2 separate regions of the Drosophila melanogaster genome follow, and region 2 is linked to region 1. The links are chromatin contacts, called in public targeted proximity ligation maps. All regions are on one chromosome and are shown on one strand. The core of a region is the stretch at or near the end of the contact, and the rest is flanking DNA. Distances in the headings are between cores, read along the strand shown. Region 1 holds the start of CG9166. Region 2 holds the start of cue (cueball).

Evidence for each region.
Region 2: a targeted proximity ligation map of the Kc167 cell line shows a contact between it and region 1, with 5 times the contacts expected there. A contact is called at or near these places in 8 of 107 Hi-C or Micro-C datasets (the D17-c3 cell line, the Kc167 cell line, the S2 cell line and 2 more) and 1 of 7 datasets of targeted methods (the Kc167 cell line).

Annotation. Positions count from the first base shown.
Region 1 is chr3L:1,349,257-1,352,925 of dm6, forward strand. It overlaps CG9166, which reads left to right and starts at 1,860. Exons shown (of 3, transcript NM_138261.3): 1 at 1,860-2,215; 2 at 2,273-2,533; 3 at 2,597-3,597. The coding sequence starts at 1,930. The coding sequence ends at 2,775. All of the region lies in intron 3 of Ptp61F (Protein tyrosine phosphatase 61F), which reads right to left.
Region 2 is chr3L:1,515,196-1,518,638 of dm6, forward strand. cue (cueball) reads right to left here and starts at 2,076. Exons shown (of 4, transcript NM_138269.3): 1 at 1,718-2,076. The coding sequence starts at 1,811. Psa (Puromycin sensitive aminopeptidase) reads left to right here. Exons shown (of 6, transcript NM_167886.1): 2 at 2,982-3,443.

The DNA of each region.
Region 1 (3,669 bases), core at 610-3,109:
TAGCTATTTTCCAGTCAGTTTCGACGCACAATTGCGGGCTGCCTTCCAGTTAGCTGGAAAATTAGATTATCCTCGACGCGAGCACAAAGGATGACGAACGAGGATGCCGAGGAGCGGGTCCAGAAACGAGATATTTCTACACACGACCATATACTGTGTCATCCTAACTGCGGAGTGGAATTCCGTGAAATCCCAATTCAAGTGAGTGGAAGCGCTGAAAGAGGCACAGAGGAACAGAGGAGGAGGAGTAGCAGCTGAAGACAGTTCGCCGGAACTGGCTATAAAGAACGAGTGGAGGTGGAGGAGGAGAGAAGAAGGGGCAAGGAGAGGATTCCGACTCCAATTCCGACAGGCAACCAGAAGCAGCCCAAAGCGAGACTCAAAAAACCAGACGCATGCCCTTTGTGCCCCTGTGTGCGTGAGCCTCTCTCTCCTGCTCAACGCGAGCGGGTGTGTGTGTGTGTGCGCGCGTTAGAGGAGTTCTTCAGTGGAGAGCACTGTCACCCCTCCACGAATTGTATTTTGTTTTTGGGGGACGGCAATCACAAACACAACGAGCTTCCCAGAAATCGCCTCCAATTTGATTTGGCCAAACGAGAATTCGCGGAATAGCTCAAGCGCTCTATTGATAGTCAAAGGAAAGCGTTTTTGGGGAAAGGTATGGCAGAATAACAAGCATAAATATGCCAAATACAGGCCAATACACACGCACGAACTCACACACACACGCGTTCGATGGAGAATGCAAAGTAAAGTGCAGCAGGTGTGCGTGTATGTGTGTTGGTGCTATTCTGTTTGTACATTCTTTTCCATGGGTTTTTGTTTTTGGCCAAAGCCTGGCTGTTAAAGCAACAACTGCAACAACAACAGCACTGACACACAATACACACGCACACACGTAAAGCTCGCCGCTGCACTGGTGTTGGTGGTGGAGGCATCTGCAGAAGCCTTTTGCGCACTCATCACATTTTCGTGGAAATCGGAGCGCCAAGGAGCTGTGGAAAGGTGTATACTCCGCATCCGTTGCGAATCCTTGGCGAATCGAACTGTGCCACAATCATTCGTCCAGTTTGTAACCAGTTTTCAGTGCAGTCGCAGTTGTTGTTGCCAATTACCTTGTAGAAGCGATGCCATTGCGGCCCCTTGTCCTTGTACTCCGCCTCGATTTGCAGACGGGCAGCGGCCGCCGACCCACTCCCACTCGTTTTCTGCTCGCTCATTGTGCACACTTTGCTGCGATTTGTTCCGATTTAATAACTTTTAATTTGGTTATCAGGCGGCTGGTTAATTTCAGAGGAGAACTAGAGCTGGACAACTCACGACAGTGTCGATGTATCGAATATTTGAGCTTGCGAAATACTATCGGTATTTGCAGTGCGATACCGAGTGATAGTTCGATTGTACATCACTATATTGATCGCATTACATATTATATTCTCTTATGGTGATTCCTATTTACAAATGCAAGCCAAACACAATATATTGTATCTGCGACATTATTATTCTGAAATATTAGTTACGTCTATCGATATTTTCACCATCAAATAATGTGACCAGGCGCTGTAGAGCAATAGAACACATACTGAAACTAAAGTGCTTGCGCAGAAATTAGAACTTTACTGAAACATAATATAACATTCGGGATAAGTTTTCTATAATTTATATAAAATTAAATACTTAACTAAAGACATAACAATATAAAAACAATTGAAATAAAATATTTTAAATAAAAATAAAATAAAAAAAATAAAATAAAATATTTTAAAAGTAAAATAGAAAAATTCTGATAAGAAAATTGGGTTCAAATACTTTAAAATACCGATATTACAATCGCTCATCGTTGACCAGTGTTATCGAGTAATACCAAAAGTATCGAATCAACAACTGTTACCCAATTTATTAATAACAACAGAAAGAAGCCAAAGCAAAATGCTGACCCGCGTGTTCCGCCTAGTGCACGACAGGCGCCTGAGTGTGCCTGTCCTGCGTTGCTTCCACCACGAGTTCTCCAAGCCGCCACAACAGGCAGCGAAGGGCCAGGAAATCGAAGGCAATCCCGAAAAGACTTTGGTTGCCGGCGTGCAAGACAAGTACAAAATATTCCGCGATGAGGAAGCCACGGAGATTTTTGATGTGGAAGAGGCACGCCACCAGGAGCAGCAACTTCCAGAGCCGGACCTGGAGCTGGATCACTATTACGGCCTCAATTTAAAGCGTAGGTTGGCAATCGTCCAGGGAGAGCAGAAATTTAAGCCTTTGTTTCCCTTTGCAGGAGGTGTTCGCGGAGTGTTCGACGTTGAGGACTTGGTGGAGCTGCTCCGCAAGGAGAATGTGGACGACATATTCGTCTGCTACGTGCCGGAGAACCTGAAGTACGTTGACCACCTGGTGGTTTGCAGTGGTCGCAGTTACCGACACATGCTGTCCACCGCGGAGTTCGTGCGCCGAATGTTCAAGATCAAGCGGGGCAAGGGTGACATATTGCCGCGCATCGAGGGCGATAAGAGCCGGGATTGGATGGCCATGGACTTGGGTGGGTATTGAAATAAATGCATATTCCGGTTTCTCCGCTCTAACACGTTCCGTTTCCTTTTAGGCAACATTGCCCTGCACATATTTTCACCGAGTGCTCGCGAGGAATACGATCTGGAGTCGCTGTGGGCCATTGGCTCCGAATTCGACCGCGAAAGCCAAAAACCCACCAATCCCTATGGCGATATTTTCATGGCTCAAACACCCCTTTCTTTCGTAGACAAATCGAAACTAAAGACGTAAAATAATACATTTCACTATTAATAAAAAAAAACTCTTTAGAGCTGCGTACGTGCGAGATCACTTGCAGTGTGATTTGGAAAAACAATAAGGTATGAATAAATATTTCGTGTCAGACTTGTTATTCTCGTGTCACGGCCAAAATAACTATGCGATCGCCCATCTCTAGTTTCTTACTGGGTGCATTCGCTCAGGCAGCCATCTTTAAAATAACTGTAATTTTTATTAACATCGAGCTCTAATAGGGCAATAATAGCCATAATCCGTCAGAATATGACAGCAGTATTTCCAAACAGGAGCTAAATTCTTTTGTAGATGGCCAAGCGACGCTAGCGCCACCTATTTCTGAAAATCTGATAATAACAAGTGCGCACTAAAGTATACTGCAAAAAATGAAAATAACTCTTCTTTTCAGAGAATAAAGGCAGATTCCCTTATATCTATGAAATGTCACAATCAAATTGTTATATATTTGATATGTGATGTATTTTAATTTGTCTTTATCGAATATTGTCGGTATATCTGGTTGTAGCAACGCGTCGGAACATTTTCTCCATTCAACTGGAAGATGCAACAATAGACAGTTAATCCTGTAATTTAGGGTTTTAATAACTTTAAGAAGCCGTACAGTTTGATAGATAACAAATTGTAATAAAAACGCAAAATAATATATTATGAACCAGAAAGCATTCCAATGATTTTATACTTCACAATCGAATTTCCCATTCATTCAGAGAAAGCCATTAAACTCAAATCTCAATGGCTCGAATATATCCTGCGGCGTTTTTTAACGACTGTTTGCTCAAAATATAAATACGCCCACTCAACGATGTTCATTGTGTTTTTATAGTCATCGGGCGAGGTGTGAACAAGGCTGTTTTCAGCACATTGATTTGT
Region 2 (3,443 bases), core at 826-3,325, 170 kb after region 1:
AAATCTAATAAATCCTTAACAAGCCAATTTATTTTTAACTATCAGAACGTACTACTTAAAGGCTTAAAAACACACAAAATCCAATTTAATAATCGAATTACGTACGCTAAATCTTCGCGGTAAGTTTAAATGCGAAGAGCACAATAGTAAAGCTTTATATTATATTATATCGTATATTTTTAATAATATTTAATATGCTTTAAAGTGAAATTAAAGTGAATTTGATAAGAGTTCTGCGTACAATGCATCATCATATTGTTTCTTGGAGTGGAATGCTATAAGTCACGAATATTGTATTAAGCATATCTGAAGTGATTGTGAATTGGGAAGTGTAAATAAATCTAGGATATACTGCTCCTGTGAAGTGAATTGATTGTGATTTACAATGGGCTACTTGAAGTGCTCGATAGAAGTACGGTCAGTAATTCTTATGACCAAACCATATAACTCATGAAATGCCAGTACGATATGGCTTTTCGCATGGCTTTCATCGCGTTCCGGTGCGATTTCCACCCATTAGCTATATCTTTGTGCGATCAAGTGCTAATGAAAGGCTTTGGAAAACTTCGCACGTGGGCTATTTGCTGTGTGTTGCGAATAGATCGGGTTTCCAGTTCTCTGGGTTTATTTACACATGCAACCCGGTGCTCGCCCGATTAGATGTGAATTAAATGAATCTCTCGCCTCGGATTACGATTCAGAAATTCCGAGAGAGTCACCATGGAGGTTTTAAGTTATACACCCAGCGGGTTATAATGGGTTACGAATTCTTCGTTTGAGACCGAAACCGAAACCCACGGTGTCAACGAAATTTTAGAAATCGCAGCACCAGCAGTCTCCGAAATCTAAACAAACCGGCAAACCCGGTGCTGTGGCATACGTGACAAAGTTATACGGCCACATGGCGGCTCGAGTGGTGGCAAATGCCGATTACAGTGCAACTTCTCCCTGATGAACCATCCACCATGTGGCGGCTAGGGATTGTCATTCATTGCCAGAAAATAACTGTCTTCGTGGAGTTCGAATCAATTTCAAATATTCACCTTCACCTGGTGGAAAGAGGATTTCCAGATTAATATAATCGAAACTTGAAGAACTCCGAATGTATTATAAAATGCAGATTTCATTTTATGGAGTTGGAGTTCAAAGCAACAATGATTGCAATTCAAATTTTACCCAACACATTTTCCAGTTTGGAAAGCGGCATTTCGGGAAGGTTCAACTGTATTTTACGGTTGCTTTTCGCCGGCCACGTTGAACCAAGTAAGTAAATAGAGAGAAAGAGAGCGCGAGAGAAATGTTTCCAGGGGAAAGCGCAACAACAACATAACGCCTAATAACAATGAGTATCTGGCATTAGAATTTGGCCATTAGTTATCAGTTGTTAACAGCGACGTGTGCATTTATACCATAAGCGCGCCTCTGCCACTGATAAAGGAGATAAAAACGATTTCGTTCCGGACGGGGCAGTTCCGATAGTCAGCTGATAGGGCGCACGAACACTTGCGTGCGGGAATATGCTGCTGTTAATGTCAACCGATTACATAAGACCACCTTCACTCCACTGAGTGCATTGTTTATGTCGAATTGATTTCTAATTCTGAAAGTCGACTGTGAAATGAAGGTTAAGCGCCAGGGTTGCCAGCGGGCCGGCAGGTGCTCCTGCTCCTCGCAACTGTTCTTTTCCACCTCTATTCCCACTGGAAGCTGCTCTTACCCCACTCCAGTGGCGTTCCATGTGCAGGGGTCAGCAGGCATGTGGCAAGTAGCAAAACTAGCAGCACATCCATTCCAAATCGGATGCGGATCATTTTACAGGTGGATTATATAGCCAACGGACACCTGCGATTGCACAATCGCCTGGCTTTATGGTTAGGTTGCGGAAATTAGAAGCGCCTGGCCGTAGTTGCCGTTGCCTGGCCAGTCGGAAAGGGGATTTGCGCGAACGTGGGATAGGAAACAACAGCGCGCTGTTTTTACGGACTTTCGGAGGGGGCTTCAAAGAACGCGCCACGGAAAACGCTAACGACCTTTCGATCCGACAAGATTTCTTAAACTAACTTTAAAAGTCACTTGATTTGATCGGAGGGTGCACATAGTGGTGGGGAATCATAGATATGATTGCGAAATGTATCGATGTATTCCCATGCTTTGCAGTATCTATCGGAACCTCCCCTCTGGACCGTTACAATACAGTTCCTTTACTAAATGAATAGTTTATGTGCGAAGCGGGTAAAAACTACGAAAAACTACGTCAAACACATTGCCTGTGCCTCAAAAATCACAAAGCATATCGTGTGTTTTAAATCCATTAGAGCAAGCCAAAAATCAGACTTTCGAGATAAGGAATAACAGAAATATTTTCAAACTAAAATTAACGGCTGGCAGCTAGTCGCCAGTGCTGGTAAGTCTGCCACATTTTACACACTGCCTGTTGTAGAGTTACGCTGCTGCTAGTGTTTTTATTTTCATTTGCAACTTTTTCGGTCCAAAGTCATGTACAAAAATGCACTGAAAGGCGGTATTCGCACGGCCAAGCAGGCTTGGAAGTTAAAAAACGGTGATTACACAATATTTTATGTCAGTGCAGTTAGGCATTTAGCGGGTAGTGTGGGCGGCGGAACAGCTGATCGGCGTTCGAGCGGCCAACTTCCAGTCGTTCCACTTTCCAAGTGGGCCACTCGAAGCGTGTTGTTCGCTGCCGCCGCATATTGTTCGTTTTTTTCTCCGCTAAATTAAGTCCGGAGTACGCCTGGAATCGGTAATTAATAGCTAGTAATTGTACTTGCAGAACTGGGCAAACTCAACTTGGACTTGGCCAAGGCAAACTCAGATTTTGAGCAGCATTTGTGCGAAGGTTTGCCAACGCTTGCCCCATAGCCTATACCCCGCCCCCAAACTCAATAGCTAATCAAATAACAACGCTTATCAGTGCAATTCACGCTTGTGTCCCGGTGCTAACCAGCTTTTCCCACTTCCAGCTGCCAGATATACTCAGAGTTTCCACTTCCTCGCCAGAAACACCCCGAGAACACCTTTGTTGCTACTAAAAACGACAGGCGATAACAACAGCTCCCCCCGAATCGTTGCTAACTATTATCGGACAGCTCCAGTTAACCCCCCGAAGCAGCAGAATCCGAAACCCAGCGGAGCGGCAGATAAGACCACCTCAGTAAAGCATCTTTTTCGAGCAGAAAGCGGCCACCTCAACGCGCTAATCTCGTCGAAGCAATTTGTGAAGGTGCAAAAGCAGTTCTACAGGGACTTCTCTTCCGTTTCGCTTGGAGCCCCTCTGAAGAGCAGTGACGCTCCGTTGCTGGGAGATTTGTGCAGTCAGTATCGCGCCATCCTCGCCCACACATCAGCGGACGTGATTCCAGGCCAGGATCGCCATCATCCGGGTTGCAACTATCAGCAGATCAGGCGGGCACACACACAGTTAC